Linked DNA regions of Rattus norvegicus: region 2 is linked to region 1. The links are chromatin contacts, called in public Hi-C maps. All regions are on one chromosome and are shown on one strand. The core of a region is the stretch at or near the end of the contact, and the rest is flanking DNA. Distances in the headings are between cores, read along the strand shown. Region 1 has its middle 47 kb from the start of Twist2. Region 2 has its middle 74 kb from the start of Twist2.

Region 1 (3,304 bases), core at 385-2,884:
TCTTTGTAAACTGGAGGGAAGAAGACGTTTGGCAGATCTGGAAGGACACAGACAGGCTGGCTGGGTGGGAAAATGGCTTTTTTTTTTTCCAGGACTCAGAAGAGGAAGCTTTCTAGGAGACAGGGAACAAGCAGGAGGAACATGATTGAATTTAGCTTTGGGCTGTAATTATGATTGAGGGAAGTGGCCGGGCTTGCTGTGGAGGGAGAGAGCACTTGAGGCCGTAATGGTTTTACACACCAAGGCTGCAGACCCACGTACAAGCAAAGACGGACACCCACCATGACCCTTGCCATTGATTAGAGATAACCAATCATGGTACCCTGGGCCTCCCTTGGAAAGTGGAGTGGGAAGTTCAGCCCAAACCTAGCAGTTGCAGAGAGTGCATTTTGTAATTTTCCTGAAAATTCAACAAAGGGGAAAGGCAGGGAGTAACATAGAACATGCAGTGTTTTGTGGTCACACTGGGCTTCCCAGCCTCAGCCTTAACCACACCAGACCCACAAATTCCCTCTGACATCTGCTAGTTTAAGAGTCATTTCCTCCACAAACCGGCCTGTTTTCTGCATTTTAAGATCTACCCTAAAGACAGGGACCTCCAGCTTCCTGATCCTTCTGCGTTCGAATCTAGATTGCAACTATCGTCTGACTGGGGATTAGCCCCAGCCATGGCCTCGTCAAAAGAGTCCAGGATGGACATAAAGGTTCTAGGTTACCCCCAAATATCTGTAAGCCCAGAGCATAGCCATGGAATGCCTCGAGAAGCCCAGGCCTGTGGAACACCCTGCCCCAAAAGGACACAGACCCATTTTAGGCAAGAGTGGTGGAACTTTCTAGCCACTGAACCCCGCTGAGCAGGTGCTCGGTCCTCCAGCAGCACAGTGCTTGATGCTGCAGAAGCAGCCCAGTGACCAAACTGGGGCCCAATTAATAGAAGGAGTCTGTCTACAGGATAATGGAATTTGTGTGCCTAAAGGAGGGAGAAATTCCAGTGCAGGTTGCAATATGGAGAAGACACTGTACTCCATGAGATAAGGGACATACAAATGATAAATACCGATGAATATCACAGGGTATGGTGGTGTGTGTGCCAATAATCCTGGAGCTCTGGATGCTGAGGCAGGGGAATTTCTGCAAGGTTGGGGTCAGCCTGGACTTTATAGTGAGCACAAACGCTTAAGAGAGTGTCTCAAGAGATCAGAATATGAGGACGTAAATAAATACCATGTGGCAACATGTGTGTAATGTCCTGAAAGTACTTTCTAGGATCAAAGCAGAATGGCAGGTTTCCGGAGCTGGGCAGGAGACCAGCAGTTAGCGTCGAGTGGAGATAGCTCAGCTCGGGAAGATTTCTGAGAAGTAATGACTCCTCGGAAATCATGAATCTGAGTGAGTGTGGTCAGTGCATTGAACTGTGTACCTAAAAATGGCTAGCATGGGAAATACCATTGTGTGTGTGTGTGTATGTGTGTGTGTGTGTGTGTGTGTGTGTGTAATAGATTCTATCACAATAGAATAGAAATAGCATTTTAACCTCATGCTAAACATAATAATACAAACACAAGAAAACCTGCATTTGCAACCTGCTCCTGAGCTTTAAAGTAGCCCCTACTATTAGCCAAGGAAAGGTGACCTAGAGTGTCTGAGAGAAGGGGAGGTTAGTGAGACTAGCTGGGGTCAGGTGTTGCATATATAAGCAAGGCTACTTCCAAAACCACCAACTGTTGGCTGTGTGATCTTGGGCCAGCCACTCTATTTCTCTGGAGTCCAGTCTTCCTTACTCTTGAATAAGACCATTTCAGACACTTTTTCCTCCAAGTTTAGACACCCTGAAACTTTAGAATTCCATCCTTTTTAAACTAAGGTCAGTGGCTAGTGTTATTTCCTTACTGCGGAGGAAAGCGAGCACTGCATCCTCTGCGCCGTGGCATCTCTCTGGCTTGCCCCTGCGTGAGCTTACACATGTGGAAAGAAGAGAGCTGCAGAGCCTTTTCCTAATAGAGAACACATTTCTCCACTTGCCTTTGAAGTCTTTTATCTGCGGCAAGACCACAAGGGGGCGATGCTCGCCGGAATCTTCCAGCACGACGCTGAGCACCTCCTTCAAGGAGGGGGCTTTGTTCCTTCCAGAAGTTAGGCAGGGTCTGTCCCTGGAGGCTCCAGGGGCTGGGGGAGCACCCACGTTCTCTTCAAGGGTTGAGCACTCATGTGGGGGCGCAGCTAGAGAACCGAGACCATTCGAAACTGGAATATTTGTGATTGCCCAACAGACTTCACTGAACAATGAAATATGGGACGTTTTCAAGTCAGGTGATTGACTATGCTAGAAGAGAGATTTAAGTAGGGCCATCGGCAGGCTTAAGGTCCTGCCTCTCAAAGGTAGGCTCAGAGCTGTGGCATTTTTAGACGTAGAAGCAGGTTTGGCTCACTCACTTCTGGGGCTTGATGTCACCTCAGTGTGAACTTCTGGTCTTCTGAAAGGCTGGGTAACTTGAAAACTGCAAAATTACCATGGAAAGGAATAAATATTGGTGTGCTTCTTGCTCAAACGTGGGACTCCTCTACCTTGGTGGACACTGAGGGGTTGTGTCCTGTGTCCTGATACAGTGTCTTCACTTGATGACACAGCCAGCTCTTGTGGTTGGGAATACCCTCCATGCCTTATTTCTTCCTTCAAGGCTGTCACCTGCTGGCATTCTGGTATCTGCTGCTTGCCAGACCCCTAAAGATGTCATGCCCCTGGTAACAATGAGGAACAGAGTTTCTGCTAGCGTTGGTGTCCTTCCACCCAGCATGTGCTGGAATCCTCTCTAATGGATTCCCAAGAGCTTCTTACATGTTCATTTTGACAATCTCTCTCCTTCCTTTTCCCATAAACATCCCATACACTAGTGATGTTACCTTTCCCAAAGGTACATGATCCCTTTGCCTGTGATCAACTATGCCCAGTGCTGCCAACCATCAAACAGGGCTGGGAATAAAGACCTGACACCACTGGGCTCGAAGACGAGTTTGTTGTGTTCACATTTCAGCCCCAACTTATGATACACATTTATAGACACCTGACTGTGAATTCCTCACTAGGCAAACACTCACCGAAAGCCTCAAGTAGGGGAGACAGAGTTACTAAGCCTCGGTTACTGCAAGAAAAGACTCAAAAGCTACCCTGATTGTGATAAATGAGTCTATGGGAGACAGACCCATGTGCAAACCAGTATGGAAGATACCAGTTACAGCCTGAAGCTTGGGAAGCGAGCTGGTACTTGCAGTGAGACTTACCTGCTAAGTCAATCTACTCATTCAC
Region 2 (3,304 bases), core at 580-3,079, 120 kb before region 1:
TCATTGACCATAGGCTTTCTTTATTAAATACTTATTTATTTATTTACTTACATATATGAGTACACTGCCGCTGTCTTCAGACACACCAGAAGAGGGCATCAGATCCCATTACTGATGGCTTTGAGGCACCACATGGTTGCTGAGAATTGAACTCAGGACCTCTGGAAGAGCAGCCAGTGCCCTTAACCGCTGAGCCACTTCTCTATAGACATTTATCGGCAGGTGAATGCTTCCACACATGGCAGTAGTAGTCCCTCTCTACTGGTGGGGACAGTGGCCAAAAGGAAGCCCTTAGCCACCATTGGTGAGAATATAATTGAGCCCAGCCTCTGAGGAAATTAGTGTGAGAATTCCTTAAAGCAAACAGAAAACCCACCTCCTGGTAGAGCCCTGGAGGAATCCATTGTAGGCACATCACAGCGACACCTCCACATTTGTACCTTTTGCGACACTAGTCACAATAGCTGAGCTAGGGAATCAGCTTGAGTGTCTGTCAGTAGATGGATGGATAAAGAAAATGTGGTCCATACACACGTGGAGCTTTACTTGGCCATGAAGAGGAACAGAATGATGGCACTTATTAGAAAAATAAGGATGCAACTAGAGAGCATGTTGAGTAAAATAAGCCAGATGCAAAAGGACAAATATCATATCCTGTGTGTGTGTGTGTGTGTGTGTGTGTGTGTGTGTGTGTTTTAGAATTCATTATGGACATGTTAACCATATATATTTATATGGCCTGTGTGTGTGTGCATGTGTAAAACTGCACCACACACACACACACACACACACACACACACACACACACACACACAAAGAGGATGGAGACTGGAGGAAGGGAGGAGTCAGTGAGGAAGAAAGGGGAGGAGGACTGAAAGGAGGATGACGAAGCCAGTAAGGGCAAAGCACACTGATGCACAGGAAAGAAACTGTCCACACAATACCCACACTATGCACCATGAACCCACGCCAAGAACAACATAATGAAGGAAATCCTGAGCGCGTGCTTGTGGTGTTGGTGGATTCAGGCCCAAGGCTTCTGTACCGCCCATGAGGGAAAGGGTCAAGCGCTTATGCCCTTGCCTCGGGAGTTGGAAGGATGAGCTTGCCGTGGGGCTAGTGTTCCTCTGCACGGCGCTTGAGTTCTGGGATAGCTACGTTTAGCTACTTGGGGCGGGGTTCCAGGCAGTGAGCCCAGGGATGTACCCTGGCCACTTCCTCAACCCAGTCCTGGGACACAGGAAAGGGTGTGGTATGGGGTCTTGGGAAGGCTTCTCCTGTCTCGCTCTCAGACATCACTATGGAGACAGTGTAGTGTGTGGCCACCTGGAACCCGTAATGAAGGGCTGTTGTGGAGGGTTCATGTGTGAACTGGGACCTCATTGTACTTCCATACCGTGGTCCACAGAAGGTTGTCATTGGGCTGAGAGCATGGAAGGGGCAAGGAAGCTGGCATTGCGCCGCTATGACCCTTGTGTGTGCCCACAGGTACACACAGCAGTGAGAGTTGCTGCAGGCAAGGCAGGCCTGTGGGAGAGCCCTTCATCCTGAAAGACTACAGTACCTATGATGCTTTTGGGGGTGACTATGGCTAGGAACCCTGTGGATTCTGTATCTAATCTCCTCGCTGGTAGGGCTTGAGGATCTTCTCAGGTGGGTTCTCATGCTTCCTTGCTGAACTCAGTCAGGGTCAAGGACACAGGACCTCACAGCTAACAGCTTTTCTCACCATCCATGATTTAGAAGGGATCACAGGTCTCTAGGCTGACCAAGTGGTCAGCTCCACGTCAGTCACAGCATGGCAGCAGTTGCAAACTTTAGCCACCAGATGGCAGAGGAGAATTCATCGTGGCCACATAGCCCAAGGTCTCGGGCTGCATCTGAGCAGGTGACAAGAAGGGGAGGAGGAGACAAAGTGGGCAGTAGGTGGGAGTGGGTTAGTCTGACCTGCTGCTTCATGCATCATTAAAGGGTGGCTTTGAGCTCACTAAGAAAACTGGAGCAAGGACTCCAGGCTGTGGCAGAGGGCTTGGACCAAGCAGACAGATGTTCTTGGAGACACTATGACCTGAACATTGGCCCCTAAAGCCCTAGAATTGCAGAACGGGAAAATCCTACCTAGGTCCACACCTGAGATCTGAGACTTGCCCTCCCATCTCTTCCCTGCCAGTAACACCCCAATGCACTGTATCCTTCTAGTGCTCCAAGAGAGAGCAGCCAGCTGTCTGTGGGTTCCTTGGTGCCCCATGCTGGTGGTTTATCAGTGCTGGTCCTGGCATGACTGGGCAGCGTTCTTCTCAGGAACATCAACAGAGATTTGTATGGGGTATTGAAAGGAAGCATGAAATTCATGTGGCCAGAGCAAAGAAGTAAGAGAAACCCATGAACAAAGGGGCAGGAAGTGAGGAGTAATGGGGCCAGCTTCCTGGGTGTGGAGCACCCCTGGGTCTCTCCTTGGCATCTCCCAGAACTGTTCCGATGCTCCTCCTTCTGGAAGCCTGGGACGCAGAGGTGCAAATCATCCCTTCTAGAAGTTCATGTCTACTAGTAACAAAAATGGACTCGGGGCCATGGGACAGCATTGTGTCGCCTTCAGCACAAGACAGGCTCTACCTGTCTGTGTGACCACACATGCATTTGCCCTTGACAACCAGAGTAAGAAAGATGGTCTCTGTTCCTTGGGCTGATCAGACCCTGGTTTACCTGGGCAGGCAGGTGCCTGGGGTAAGAGAACACTTGGGAGGGAAAGGTGGGGCAGCTCAGTGAGGACCGCAGGAATGCAGACAGTGAGGACTGGAGATGCTCCAGGCAATGACAGAGGAACCTGAGGTATGGGTAGCTACAGTCACCTCAGAGCTAATCTCTTGGTGGCAAAGGGAAACGAGTCTACAATGGTATCCCCCGGTGTGGCTTGTTGATGTAGCTGGATGCTCTCCCCCTCACTGGGGAGGGTCAGCAGGGGTTGTAGGTCAGACTCTGACTCAGCTTCACTTGATGAATTTACTTTTAAACAAACCCCTCTGGGCTTTCCCCCTGAGGCCTGTCACATAAATTTCTATTTAGTGCCACTGGGTTTCCAGCCAGGGAGCTGCCAAGATGTTTTGAGAAGAAGCTGGGAGGTCAAATGGTCTTGTCTTAGGGACTGTGTAGATGAGATCTTGGAGTAGGGTGCCAGATGGGGACTTGAAAGGAAGGCTCTGACTGTGGAGCCATTTCCCCAGAACTCCTGGAAACAGCGGCTGCTGGTCAACCAGCTTCAGGCCCCTGAGTTCCCTAGTGTGTGCACACCTAGGGAGAGGGAGCT

The links. A called contact is a pair of places that touch in the nucleus more often than the background predicts.
Region 2: a Hi-C map of Schwann cells shows a contact between it and region 1, with 4 times the contacts expected there. The contact joins two enhancer-like sites. A contact is called at or near these places in 3 of 12 Hi-C or Micro-C datasets (the Rat2 cell line, Schwann cells and frontal cortex).

Annotation. Positions count from the first base shown.
Region 1 is chr9:99,773,216-99,776,519 of GRCr8, reverse strand. No RefSeq gene overlaps it. Among named protein-coding and RNA genes, the nearest start is that of Twist2, 47 kb to the left of the region's middle. Within about 2 kb of position 1,634, at least 3 of the 93 cell types and tissues checked have an H3K27ac peak or open chromatin away from gene starts, as enhancers often do.
Region 2 is chr9:99,894,601-99,897,904 of GRCr8, reverse strand. No RefSeq gene overlaps it. Among named protein-coding and RNA genes, the nearest start is that of Twist2, 74 kb to the right of the region's middle. Within about 2 kb of position 1,829, at least 7 of the 93 cell types and tissues checked have an H3K27ac peak or open chromatin away from gene starts, as enhancers often do.